Regions from separate parts of the Mus musculus genome. Here regions 1 and 2 are each linked to region 3. Evidence: chromatin contacts called from public HiCAR-type and HiChIP or PLAC-seq data. All regions are on one chromosome and are shown on one strand. Each heading gives the region's core, a stretch centred on a gene start, on an enhancer-like site or on the middle of the called end of the contact. The rest is flanking DNA. Distances are from core to core; before and after follow the strand shown. Region 1 overlaps Phc2 (polyhomeotic 2). Region 2 holds the start of Trim62 (tripartite motif-containing 62). Region 3 holds the start of Gjb5 (gap junction protein, beta 5).

Region 1 (4,318 bases), core at 1,715-4,214, 1.4 Mb after region 3:
GAAGCCTGGAAACAAACTTTCTAGTCGAAGGAAAAAGTGTGAGCAATTCAACAACAGAAGTAAATATAGCAGGGACCATATTGCTTAGATTAAAAACAGTCCCTGTGGCCAGCCACCAACCCTCATCCTCACCCACGCACGCCACTGAGAATCCAGTAGACGCCACACGGTCTCTGAAGTTTTCTTGAGAATCTATGACTACATTAAAACCAAGGTGATCAGGCTGGGGTGTAACTTGGTGATACAACAATACTTACCTAGAATATGTGAAGCCCTGGCTTTGATGCCCACTGTCACCAAAAAAGGTTAAAAAAAAAAAGTCAACTTATGCTTTCTTACCTAAGAGAATATACAGTTAAAAGCAAATCCATTCAGGCTTTTAATCCATTGTAGGTGTGGCAGGCACAGATAGTCAACTCAGTACCAGGCAGCTGACTCTGGGGTGCTGTCTCTCAGAGGATGCACCTGAGTTTTTTTATGTAGCCCAGGCCAGCCTGGAACTCCCCATCTTCCTGTCTCAGCCTCATGAATACTGGGGTACAGGTATATGCCAACACAGCCAGCTGGCACCCGAATCTTGAAGAATGAGCAGCAGTAGCCCGGCACACAAGTAGGGGTAGGCACCCTAGGCAGACTGAAGGAAGCACAGGCCAAGCGCATGAATACGAGTCATTTCTTCACCGTTCGGAGACTTCAGAAGTCACCCAGGACAAAGGACAGGTTAACTGACTTGCATAGGTCCTACCTGAGCTGAGAAGGGCTCCCCCTGCAGAGGCCTAAGGTTCCCAGTTGTCCCCCTGCCTGGCATTGCTATTTCCAGAGACTGCTCCAGCTGTGTTCTTTGGTGGAAAAAGAAACTGAGGCTGGACAGCCAGACTTAGGGGGGGGGGGGGGAGGGGCACATGTGATTAGAACATTAGCCTGGAGCTAGAGCAACAAGGCTCCTCCTCTTTCTTCCTCCTCCTCCTCCTCTTCCTCCTCCTCCTCTTCTCCTCCTCCTCCTCCTCCTCTTCTTCCTCCTCCTCCTCCTCTTCTTCTTCCTCCTCCTCCTCTAATTCAATAACATTTAATTTTTTTACTGAAAAAAATCATACAGTATATTGACCTCCCCCCCCCCTCCATTCCTACCAGGTTCTCCCCATCACCAACCACCCACCTTCTCTCTCCCTCTTAAAAACACAAACAAGCAAACAAAAACAAACATCAAAAATGGAAATCATAGAAGCCAAAGACCAGTAAGACAAACATGCCCAGACAAAACGAGATAAAATTTCTCCAAAACTAGCATTGACTTTGTTTCGTGTTGGCCAATTACTCTTGAGTGTAGGACCTATCCTCAAGTGTGGTTAATATACCAGTGAGACGCCATTGGAGAAAACGAGTGGTTCCTTTGCCAGTGGGTATCAGTTGTAGATGCATCTTGGTTAGGGCTGGGAGCCCGTGTCCACTTGCCCCTCTCGTCAGTGACAGGCCCTATATGTGCTGCCACGGTCTCTGTGAGTTCATCCATGCGTTGGCCCTGTTGTGTCTGGAAAACTGTTTCCTTGGCGTTCGTTCTCCATCACCTCTGGCTCCAGCACTCTTTCCAACCCCTTTCCACAAGGGTCCCCAGGCCTTGAAGGGAGGGCCAAAGCTCCACTTCTAAGTTCTATCACTGGAGCAATCTCAGGGCCCAGTACCTTGGGAATCTCAATCCTGCCCAGACCAAAGTGTAGCTTCTCTCTAGATCGAAACCAGCCCCAAATTCTAAGGATTTTGAAACAGAGCAAAGCAGGTCTTGAGTGGCTTCCAAGGCTGCTGGCATCTCTATGATCTCCAAGAAGATGGACAGAGAGAAGAAAGATACCCACAGGCAGTCTATCCTTCGTTGGAGAGCCTGTATCCTGTGCATGCCATGTTTTTCTGTCTCTGAGAGAGCCCTTTCTGTTTGGCAGTTGGGAAATCTGAGGCCCAGGGAGATCGCCCCAAGAACTTGCATCATACAGTCCTCAAAATCACGGGTAGTCAGTGAGGGGCTGGGCCCAACTCCACACCCCATATCCTCAGCTCTGCACCCTCAACCAGGCCAAGGGACACTCCCAATTCTTACAGTGACTTGGGGCCTCCTTGCCTCTCCTCTTCCCAGCCCAATGCTCAGAGAACCTGGGGGTTCTAACTAAGGCTGTATGTTGATTTGCAGATCCAAATGGCTACCTCTCTAAGCTCTTGAGCCCCGGAAAGGTCCACAGCAGGCTTGAGAGCCTGGGGCTGAGCCTGACAGTGTGGGTGTGATGCAGATGAGACTGGTGGCCCCACAGAACTTTCCGTGGAGCAGCTGTGTGCTAAGGAATACAAAGACCCTCTCCCCAGAGACGCAGATCAGTGGGCTTGGCATTGTTCCTGCCTCCCACTGTCTGGCCCATTCTTCCTTTCTCTCCAACCCCCACCCCTCCATAAGCCTCTCCACTCCTCGACTCTCACCTCCCAAAAGGAAGGCAGCTGGGGGAGGCTTAGGAGCCACTGGGCCTCTCTGGGCCTGTGGAACAAAAAAAAAGACCGAAATAATTCTTTCAACCTGATGGGGGTTGGGGGGAACAGAGCAAAGCAGCACCTGTCAGACTGCACAGTTCCTCGGGCGCAGAGGTGATGGCTGGCCTTCTGCCCAGCCAGCCCACTGTGTGTCAATGAGGAAGGGGCGAAGGCGGGAGAGCCGAGCAGGCATGCTTGTGCTTGTGAGAGAGCGCTGTATACTGGAGGAGAGTCTGTTTTGTTACGGGAGCATTTTTGTTTAAAGCTGGCTGGCTGCCCCAGGAGGAAGGTGGGCAGTTGAGACTTGCGGGGGGAGGGCAGGGGCAGCAAAGAGGAATGTGTCTTCCCTGGGGGTGTTTCCTCCAGAGAGGCAAGCCCTCCTGCCCCAGCTGGGACTGCTCCCACTGACAGCTGTTTGGGGGCAAAGCCCCTCCCCCATGGCAAGCTCCCTGCTGTTCCTGCTCCTGTCACCTTGGCAACCAGCTTCTTTAGGCTGTGCAAATAGAAAAGGTCCCTTATGCCCTGAAAGAGTGTGGATGGGGGAGGGGAGGCAGGGCAGGAGAGCGGAGCCTAGGATGTTGAGCCTTGGAAGGGAAGGCAAGGGGTCTGGCCTTGCCCTTCTTAGGGCTAGGGAGACTGGATCATAGAAGGCAGAAGAGGGCAGGCAGAAGGGTCCTGTGGGCCCGGCCTCTGGGACAGCCAAGACCTAAGGCAACCTGACCATAGCTCCAACTAAGAGGCTTGGTCCTTTGAGTCACCATTCTGGGTGATAAACTCTGGGCTCTGGGTAACACTCAGGCCCAACCCGATGGTGAGGAGACAGTTGCTGACCAGGAGGAGTGTGTTGTTGTAAAAGGGGGTTGGAGAGTCTCTGAAGCTCCTGGGCCCCTTTCACTCAGATGGACCTCCAGATGCCAGGCCTTTGTTCAGTCTCCTCAACCGCCTCAGGTTTTGACTCCGAGGGGAAATCTTCTGAAGGGCAGGCCTGCCACGTAGCTGTTTTATCACAGAGTGGATTTGTGTCAGGGGGCAGAGATTTCCATCTGTGATAGGCTGGGCAGAGTGATGCTTTCTGGTTCAAGGATTCTTGAGTACTGTGTATATTCCTCCCAAAGCAGCTGCTAAATTAATGGGTCACACTTTCACTAGGGAAAAAAAAAAATGCAGTAAACAGCTAAGCATGCAGGTGAGCCTGCTATCCAGCTGCAGGTGGAAATTGCCAGCGATTTTCCTGTTAAAACAGTAGAGCCAGCCTTGAAAGTTATCCCAGCAGTGTAGGGCCAGATTTAGATTACGAAACTCTTAGGCTTAGGGAAAACTCAGAACTCATTAATTATCAGCGGGAGGTGGGGTGGGGGGTTACCCAGGATCCTTCACGGCGAAGGTGGGTGTGAATGCGTGCATACACGTGTGCCTGCATTATGTGCGGACATGCCTGTGTTTGTGCCAAGAAAGAGAAAACCAGTTGTGTGAATTTCTCCTTTCACCCTGTCTTAGTCAGGGTTTCTATTCCTGCACAAACATCAGGACCAAGAAGCCGTTGGGGAGGAAAGGGTTTATTCGGCTTACACTTCCATACTGCTGTTCATCACCAGGGAAGTCAGGACTGGAACTCAAGCAGGTCAGGAAGCAGGAGCTGATGCAGAGGCCATGGAGGGATGTTCTTTACTGGCTTGCTTCCCCTGGCTTGCTCAGCCTGCTCTCTTATAGAACTGAGACTACCAGCCCAGAGATGGTCCCACCCACAAGGGGCCTTTCCCCCTTGATCACTAATTGAGAAAATACCTTACAGTTGGATCTCACGGAGGCA
Region 2 (4,338 bases), core at 1,662-4,161, 1.5 Mb after region 3:
AGTGATTCTACTCTATTTCCGTTTTCTGTTCTTTAGTACTTTAGTACCCATCTTTGCAAAATTGGGATCATGATCTAAACTGGTGAGGACTGCTTTGGGACTCACATCCAACAATGCGCTGTGCAAGCATAAGACTGTCTTCTTGTTCTTCCAGCGTGTCTGCAAACTGCGTAGTGTATTTCAGATGCTAGTAAAAGACCTGCCTATATCAGTCAATATACAGTGAACATCAAAGCCTGTTTGATACATCACCCAGCCTTTTATTATTATCATTTTTTTTTCATTTCTCTCCAGTTGCTTCAATAATTTAGACTCTGCTCTGTTTGAAAAAAAATTGGGGGAATACGTGTTAATGTATCAGTCATGGTTCTTTAGGTTTCCAAATGACAATCTGCCACTATGAAACTTGCTTAAGCAATAAGATCTTACATATCTAAAAGTCCAGGCTCTGAACCAAAGTAAGTTTCCTCTTCCCCTCGGGCACTGGCTGCATGCTCAGACTAAGCACAACATGGCTACTCTAATGCCAAAGCATGCCTCCAGAAGGCTCCTCTCTCCTTAGTCTTTCTCTCTGTTTTTTTTGGTTTTTTTTTCCAAGTTAGACACCACCAATCCATTACCGACAAGAGGGATGCAACCATCATGATTTGGATCAAACAAAATTCTCTCCTGGAGCTGGGTGGGGTCTGCCTTCCCATGATCATATTGGAAAGAGTGTCACTTAAACAGAATCCAGGCTCTGGATGTAAGGAATAGCTGTCACATGAGCAGCCAGCCTGTCTCTTGTGAAACAGGAGCCGGGTGAGGGTGATGGAGGGCGTGTTCACAGAATGAAGCATTTCTTTCTTAAATTCTACTTCAATGAAGTTTAACCCCGGTGAAGACACTGGTGGAAGAGGCCGGTGCTGGGGAGCCACCCTGATGCAGAGTTATGTCCTCTGGATGAAACAAGTGTTCCAGAAGGAAAGCGCCTAAGACTCTAGGAGGCATCACAAAGGCTCAAGAACCTTAGGCAGTTACAGGATGCACGGAGCCCCTCCCCTAAGGAGAAGGGACCGTCAGGCCTGCAGAGCTGCCTGCAAGCAGAGCAGGGAATCCTACGGATGTGACTTTCATGACTTGTCACCCATGCTGGGGTGGGATCCTTTGAGTCACCCATGTTCCTTTAACTAACCCCAATAAACCGACTGGTTCACTATGCCCTGTCTGGAATGAATATACCTTTGTTCATGTCACCACAGGAAAAGTTATGCAACACACTCTCAATACCTCCTCCCCATCACCCCCTTTATCCACCACTAATTGTCATGGTGCTTTTTTTTTTTCCTGATGGTCTTATCCTGACAGACAATCACGGTGCAAACTGACCTCTTGCAGGTCCTGAGACAGCAACCACCTCCCTGGGGCCAGCCTTTCCTTCCTCCTGCAGGCCTCGGCTTTGCCACAGTTGCTCACCCGTGCCTAGCACTGCATGCATGCAAAGGGTCCCCCTCCTTCACTGTACTGATGATGTAGTGTGTATCTTGCACACCAAGAAACCCAAACCAAGGCAGGCCATTTTTCTGCTCGAAAGCCCAACACCTTCAAGAAATTCTTCTCTAAGATGCCCATGCCTTTCACCTTCCCCAAACTTCTTCCTTATCCCACTCTCAACAGAACAGAACAGAACAGAACAGCATGCAGGTCTCCATGTGCCCCCCCCCACTCATGCTTCTGTTCTCCCTGTCTCTGTCTGTCTCTCTGTCTGTCTGTCTCTCTCTTTCACCTTCTTAGAAATCCCTTTCCTCCCCTCCATCTGGCAGAGATGACAAGGTCTCCCATTATACTTTTTTTCTTACTCCAACTTCTTATACACACACACACACACACACACACACACACTCACACACATGCTCACACAGCAATGCAGAAACATCCGATGAATGGAAAGAACCTTTGAGCTAGACGTTAGGCAGGGTTCTCTCCACAATCTTCTACTAAGAGCCCTCCTTAGAAAGGGAAGAGGAAATAGAACCTAAAGGTTTAGGAGAATGGCGACTTTGAACTTAGCCCATGCCAACAGGGCAAGTCTCTAATTTTATCACTACAATCTATGCAAACATTATATATTCTATGCAGACTACAGAGCACCGTCTTGTCTTAATACTCAGTTATTATTGCCCTTAGTTCTTCAAATTGATCATCCGGAGAGATGTTCCTTAGGTGCTATCTTCTCACTTTTTCTTCATTAGCTGTCCTCTCGCCCCCTGCCGCCAGGACCCTAAACAAACCTGACAGCTGTGCAGACCCAGAAGAAACAGCTGTTTTTCCCGTCCCTGGGGGTCAGGAGCACAGTGGCAGCGAGGCGGGGTCTGGAGGCCCCTCCCCTCCCCCCGCCCGCCGCGGGGGCGGAGCGGCTCGGGTCCCGCCCGCGGGGGCGGAGAGGGAGCCTGGGCGCCGGGCAGTTCGGCTCGGCTGGTTCCGGGTTGAGAGGCTGCGCTGGACCGAAGCGGTGGCCGCTGAGCTGGTGCGGGTAAGGGGCCGCGCGGGGCCGGGATCTGCGGCCAGGGTCGGGCAGCTGAGTGGGCCGGCACCCCTCCTCTGCTCTGCCGGGCAAAGCCGCGGTGCGGCTGGGTCTGGCTGCTCTGTCCCGCAGAATTCCCCATCCCCAGCTCGACCCCCTCTCAAAGCTTTTCGGGTCCCGGGATTCCGCCCCTCTTCGGGATCTCCTCCTCGCAGCATCTATCCCTTGGGAGTGTCTGGTCCTCTAGATCCTCCTCGCCTGGAGCCCCTTCCTTGGGACGCCCTCGGCCTCTCTCCTCCAGCGCCCATCGCTGGTGGCCACCTAGGACCTCGAAACCGAGCTCCGGTGCTCGCATCCCGGGTGGCACCCACTCGGCACCGAGCCCTCGCGCCTCCGGCGTCGCAGACAGCTCCCCCCGCGCTCCCCGGCGCCTGTCGCCCGTGCCCCCGTGGGCCTGGCCCCCGGGTACCGCCCCCAATCGCGCCGCGCCGGCCGCCGGCCTCCCGGGCTCCGCTTCGCGCCGCCCCTGGCGCCATGGCGTGCAGCCTCAAGGACGAGCTGCTGTGCTCCATCTGCCTGAGCATCTACCAGGACCCGGTGAGCCTGGGCTGCGAGCACTACTTCTGCCGCCGCTGCATCACCGAGCACTGGGTGCGGCAGGAGGCTCAGGGCGCCCGCGACTGCCCGGAGTGCCGGCGCACGTTCGCCGAGCCCGCGCTCGCGCCCAGCCTCAAGCTGGCCAACATCGTGGAGCGCTACAGCGCCTTCCCGCTGGACGCCATCCTCAACGCGCGCCGAGCCGCGCGACCCTGCCAGGCTCACGACAAGGTCAAGCTCTTCTGCCTCACGGACCGCGCACTGCTCTGCTTCTTCTGTGATGAGCCCGCGCTGCACGAGCAACACCAGGTCACTGGCATCGACGATGCCTTCGAGGAGTTGCAGGTGCGAGGCGGACAGGCGGGGCTGTAGGTGGGGTCAGGGTTCCAATAGGGGCAAGGGCCACAGGCCGGCTTAATGCCAAAGGGGCGTGGCTCCTGTGAGGGGCGGGGCAGGGGCGGGTCCCTTGAGCATCACTGTGTCAAATGGGCTTGAGAGAGATCTGGATGGGAGACAGGTCGAGGTGGGATAGGATGATGGAGAGAGGAAGCTACAGCTGGACCAGATGCTGGCTGAGGCTGAGACAGAATGGGAGACAGCAGCTCCTTCTGGACTTTTGGGCAAAGGAAGGACCACTATCAAAGCTAACCTGGGAGTCGAAGTGGGGTGTGTGGGAGGGGTGAGCTACTCTAAATGCAGCTACAGAATTCTGGAATGTTTGGGGCATTGTGGGATGCGGCTTGCTGCTCCAGGTGTTCATTGAGATCTAGAGTGAGGCCTGGGCCTCGGTTGGATGATGAAAGTGAGAGTTAAGCTTAAGACGTGCAAATTGTTCAGAGGGCAGGTTTGGGTGCCAAGATTAGATCAAGGTATGTGAGGTGAGAGTCTAAGGTCGGCCTCAAGTTCAGATATGACAAGAACCTTTTTTTTAAAATTTAAACCAGAGTAGGGGCCAATTGAGAGTGGAACCAGGAATTAAAGATTCAAGATTTGGAGAATTAGACAAGATTTGGAGGAGGGGAAGACAAGCTTCTAGGAATTCCCAAGGCCTGGTGATGACCCCTCTTGTCTTCTACATCCGAATCTTTGAGTACTCAATTGGACATAGCCCTTAACTGCAGCTAGTCTCCCCTAAACCTTTCCGTTGTCATTGACAAGAGGGCAAGACCCTGGTCAGTGTGTTTAATACTCTAAGACCCCACCCAAACATTTTCCTTTCCTCAAGCTCCATTGTCGTG
Region 3 (4,543 bases), core at 1,247-3,746:
CATTCTTTGCATGTGCAGTGGGTGGTCTCCTCAGCTGCGCACACTCAGAACACCGCTTAATCACTAGGTAGATCAGCTCCACAAGGTTAAGCAGGATGCAGATGACGGCCGTGACCACCATGAAGACAATGAAGATGTTTTTCTCGGAGGGCTTGGCAATGAAGCAGTCCACTGTGTTGGGACACGGCTCCGCATGGCACTTGACCATAGAAGGGAGGGTATATCTGGGATAGAATGCGTGGAAGAGGTAGAGGAAGATAATGTCTATGGTGGCCTTGAACGAGAGGCTGAAGACGTATGTCCACCAGAGTCCACCCCGCTTCTTGCCGGGATTCGGGTAAAGGTAACCTTCACCAATCTTTTCCTGGTACTTCTTCTCTCGAGCCTTTCGATAGGCCACATGCATGACCACAAGCAAAGAGGGGCAGGTGACCAGGATGAGCTGCAGAGCCCAGAGGCGCACGTGAGACACGGGGAAGAACTCATCGTAGCAGACATTGGTACAGCCCGGTTGCCTGGTGTTGCAGTCAAAATCCTTCTGGTCGTCTCCCCACACGCGCTCAGCTGTCACCAGGTACACCAGCACACGGAAGACGAAGACCAGAGACAGCCAGATGCGACCAAAGGCTGTGGAGTACTTGTTGACTCCGCTCAGGAGTCCCTCAAAAACACTCCAGTTCATGGTGGACTCAAGGGCTGGCTGCTCCTGCAGGGGAACGAGAATGTCATTTCCCACGTTAGGGGGTGCTCAGCTTGAGAACTTCACAGAGATGTGTCATCACAGGACTAGGCAGTATTATACCCCCATTTTATAGCTCAGAGAAACTGAGGGTTAGAGGTGTATATAAAGGTTACTTGACTATTAAAGGCAGAGCTGGCATGGAGGCACAGGTAGTTAAGTTCGAGCAACCCTGCTCATAAAAGAGGGTGGGTGTTGATGCCAGGAACCAGTCATCCGGAGTCCTCGAGCCTTGGGCTATTCCCCCTCCGACCTCCCCCTCCAAGGGAACCTACTTTCTGTTCTTTGCTGTTAATGTCCAGGCAATTAGGTGCCGCTTACCTGAAGGTGAGACACTAGTAATTAGATGGACTTAGATTAAAGTAGGGAGACACGGTGCTCTTTTTACAAGAGGCTCCCCAGAACAAGCAGGTGGGCCAAGTTTTCCCAAACGGTTGTTTCACGAAACCCCTGGCCCATAGGCAGACAAAGAGATTCTCGAGAGAAAATAATTCTGTGTTCAAGGCAACCTGGCAAGTAGCTGCGTTCATCAAAATTAAGCAGGTCACGTTTCTCACCCATGCTAATAAATGAATTCACTTTGTGACTCCCTCAAAGCAGGATGCAAAGAGGCAGCATTACCAGAGTGCCTCTGACCACAGAGCCCCCTTTCATCTGCACCTAGCTTTGATCATCTTTTGTTGGACAGCTTTGTCAAACACCAGTGTGACACATGCCTTTCTGGTGGGTTCTGCTGGTGAACTTGGTGTGAGTGACTAACTCAGTTTCATTTGTGCAAAAGAGTCCCTGCTTCTCCCAGTAGGAAGCCCTCTCTAACCAATTCCTGGAGGAATGATGGAGGCATACTGGGACCAAGGCATTGTGCACCCCGATGCGCACCCTGCCGCACACTTCAATGTGCTGGCTTGTGTGGAAAGTCACAGTCGATCTGACCTCAGCAGGGTCAGCTGCAAAGCAGGGTCAACTCCCATCGTGCAGTAAGAGGCATTTTCCGAAAACCAGTATTATCCCCTTATAGCATGGGGTATGGTATTTAGCAGCCAGAGAGCTAGTAAGTAACAGAGTCGGGACTCAGACTCAGGCTGGCTGGCTCCAGAGTCCACTCTGCAAACTGTCCAGTTTTGAGTTGGCGCCCTTTCCTCAAGTTTTCGTGAATGGCCTGCTCTCCCATGCGTCTCCCTTTTCTTTCTGATGGAATTTGGGTGAGAGCGTCTAGGGGTGTCTCTATTCCTCACCCCATCTGGCTATATCACTCCCCACTTGGCCACGTGGTGGCCTGGCTTTGAGTCACTGACTTCTCTGTACAGTCCTGTCTCAGGTGGGTGGGGCTGGCAGCGTCCTAGGAACACCCAGGGAGGCCTAGCCCTAACCCCAGGGCTCTGCGGGCTGCTCCAGAATTGGGGCTGTCTGCAGCGGAGCTCCGCCCTACTCAGCCCCTTTCCTTCAGCTCCAGGCCCCCAGTTCCATCACCTTTGCGGGTTGGGGAGAAGAGGAAGAGCCCAGAATACAGGAAGGAGTGCCTCCCTTCATCAGGACACAGGATGGCCCATGCATCCAGGCCACCACCCTCCAACCTCCTCCAGAGAACTCGGTCCGGTTAGGTGTGCTGAGTCCTTTACCTGAGCAGCGACTCCTTAGGGCTCCCTTAGTACCCGCTCCTGGAAGCCAGCAGTTGGGGTTCAGCAAGCATCAGAATTCATGTCAGAATCAGGGAAGGGTTTCTGGTAAAGCTCATTCTTGGGGCAGAGGCTGTTGAGCAGCCCAGGCGTGTCCTGTTGGCCAGGAGGGGTGTGTGTGTGGGAGGAGCTGTGGGCTGCCTAGCCATTGGCTAGGTCCAGGACTCTCAAAGACTGCCTCCGTTGAAGCTCCAGAAAAAAGCCCTAGGGGTTTCCCTCCTTCCAAAGCAAGACTTCAAGCATCTTCTCAAGAGAACCCCCTACACTTTGACCTTTCACCCCCAACCTTGTGTGGGGATGAAACGCTAGCCCTGCCCTCTATAAATTCTTCTTTCCGAATTCTCCCGGGCCAACTCTTTCGAAGAGGGCTTCTAAGGGCTGATGACTGCATTCTCCCTCCCTCCCCTCCTCCCTCTTCCCTCCTCCTCCATTGCCCCTCTCCGCCCTTGTTCTGCAGCTGAAGCCCACACATCGCATGCGCGCAAGTCCTTCATCCCTGTGTGGGGCTCTCACATCCTTGATCTGACCCTCCAGTTACTCTCCAGTCCCTGCATTTGCTTTTGTCTCTTTAGAGACAGCGCAGGTTGGCCTCCAACTCTGGGTGCTCCTGGTTCAGCCTTTTGAGTGCTGAGAATCTCAGCTCGGAGACTCAGTTGTTGCGCATGCCTGGATGAAGCCTATCTGCCACACACCTTCTCTCCTAAGGCACATCACAGTCTTCTGGGGCTCTGGAGACTAGACCGTATCTCAGCACTATGCTCTGGGACATTTTAAGCACCAAAATGATCAAAATCCAAAACCAACCAACCAAACAAACAAATAAACCAGGGAAATGAAGGATGGGGTGTGGCTCAGCGAGTCTGCTAGCAAACTTAAAGCCTTGGGTTGGGTCCCCACCGAGGCAGAAAGGGGGTGTGGTGGTGCATGCCCGTAATTCGAGGGCTTGGAGTTGGGAGACAGGAGGATGAGGATTTCAAGGCCATCTTCTCTATGAAATAAGTCTGAGGCCATCCTGGGCTAAACGAGAGACAGTCACAAAACAAACAACATAAAATGAGACAGACACGTGCAGGGTTTATAGAAGGAGAGCTGCAGGAAGGCAGGCGTGGCTCTCTTGGCTTCAGCCCTGGAAGCGCTGGGCAGCTCTGTATGAACGGCCACCATCGCGCCCAGAGTGGAGATTTTTGTGTTACACACATGTTCTAATGAGCCTGTGAATTCTATGGAATTTGTGACCAAACCTATGTGTGAACCCCCCTCCCCCACCCCCATCTTCCAATGGAGAGGAAAGGCTGGTTGGAACCAGTCCCCGCAGTGGTTTATGGGTGCACGTGTTACATTTGGGGGCACACTAAGCAACTGTGGTACTTTTGGTGGGTTCTGTTTGGGTGGTGGCAAGGGGTCTTTGGGTTTTCTAGAGGGACAAGTGGGGAAAGAGGTGGAAGGTCCCCTGTAGAGGGTCATGGTGCTGGGGAGTTCAGCAGGAGGCTTCCTGCCCAATGGAAGACACCAGCAGGAGACACCGCATCACAGGACTGGGGCCAGGCAGGGGTCTCAGGAGCAACAGTGCTTTAGGGAGCCAGTAGAGAGAGAGGCACCCATGGAGAGGGAGCTGGATAGAGAATCAGGGCCAGGAGGGGCGGGGCGAAGGCTATGAAGGGGAAGGCAAGGAACGGGGAGCGCCACAGGACGCTCTTGGACTTGCACCAGGGTGATTTCAATCGTGGGGTGGGTACAGAAACTGGAGGGTGTGGGTCGAGAAGGCACTGTTGCTCCCATTTCTTGGTGCTTACAAGGAGAGGAGACAGGCAGGGCTCCAGGTGGAGGGGTGGGCCAAAGGGAGTGTGAGGTTTGTGCTTTCAGGAGAGATGGAGAGATCTGCAGCTGAGAGGAGGAGTCAGAGTGAGGCTAGTGACTTGCACCTGGTCTTGCCTCACAGCCCCCATCATCTCCTTCCCCACAGGCCCTTTCTGGACCTAATTTTCTGGCTTCACCACTTTTAGCACGTACTCCTGGCTCAGGTGGCCCTGGTCTTCCTGCTGGGTCACCCCTGCCGGCCTCCGGCTTCCAGCTGGGATGGGAGATGAACTGCCTTCGGGAGATGTGCCTGTGTTACCTGGGGCTCCTC

What was found. HiCAR-type assays count read pairs that join an accessible place to other places. HiChIP or PLAC-seq counts read pairs in DNA pulled down with a chosen protein or histone mark.
Region 1: a HiCAR-type map of astrocytes shows a contact between it and region 3, with 5 times the contacts expected there. The contact joins the enhancer-like site here to the promoter of Gjb5 in region 3. A contact is called at or near these places in 4 of 39 promoter capture datasets (the 3T3-L1 cell line, embryonic stem cells and hippocampal neurons), 17 of 484 Hi-C or Micro-C datasets (the Ba/F3 cell line, the HL-1 cell line, the N1E-115 cell line and 12 more), 14 of 115 datasets of contacts at active chromatin or transcription factors (astrocytes, craniofacial prominence, differentiating embryonic stem cells and 11 more) and 2 of 9 other capture datasets (embryonic stem cells and embryonic trunk).
Region 2: an H3K4me3 HiChIP or PLAC-seq map of embryonic forebrain shows a contact between it and region 3, with 10 times the contacts expected there. The contact joins the promoter of Trim62 here to the promoter of Gjb5 in region 3. A contact is called at or near these places in 10 of 39 promoter capture datasets (the 3T3-L1 cell line, the C10 cell line, cranial neural crest and 6 more), 4 of 115 datasets of contacts at active chromatin or transcription factors (embryonic forebrain, forebrain, large pre-B cells and 1 more) and 1 of 9 other capture datasets (embryonic stem cells).

Annotation. Positions count from the first base shown.
Region 1 is chr4:128,713,062-128,717,379 of GRCm38.p6, forward strand. The region is part of intron 7 of Phc2 (polyhomeotic 2); the gene reads left to right. Among named protein-coding and RNA genes, the nearest start is that of Gm33712, 12 kb to the right of the region's middle. RefSeq lists an enhancer at 1,353-3,954. Within about 2 kb of position 2,965, at least 118 of the 459 cell types and tissues checked have an H3K27ac peak or open chromatin away from gene starts, as enhancers often do. A contact at or near this core is called in the N1E-115 cell line, astrocytes, cortical neurons and 14 more, where this site is marked.
Region 2 is chr4:128,881,133-128,885,470 of GRCm38.p6, forward strand. Trim62 (tripartite motif-containing 62) reads left to right here and starts at 2,912. Exons shown (of 5, transcript NM_178110.3): 1 at 2,912-3,445. The coding sequence starts at 3,038. It overlaps Gm33760 (a long non-coding RNA gene), which reads left to right. Exons shown (of 3, transcript XR_003955115.1): 3 at 868-1,200.
Region 3 is chr4:127,355,668-127,360,210 of GRCm38.p6, forward strand. Gjb5 (gap junction protein, beta 5) reads right to left here and starts at 2,497. Exons shown (of 2, transcript NM_010291.3): 1 at 2,359-2,497; 2 at 1-706. The coding sequence starts at 682.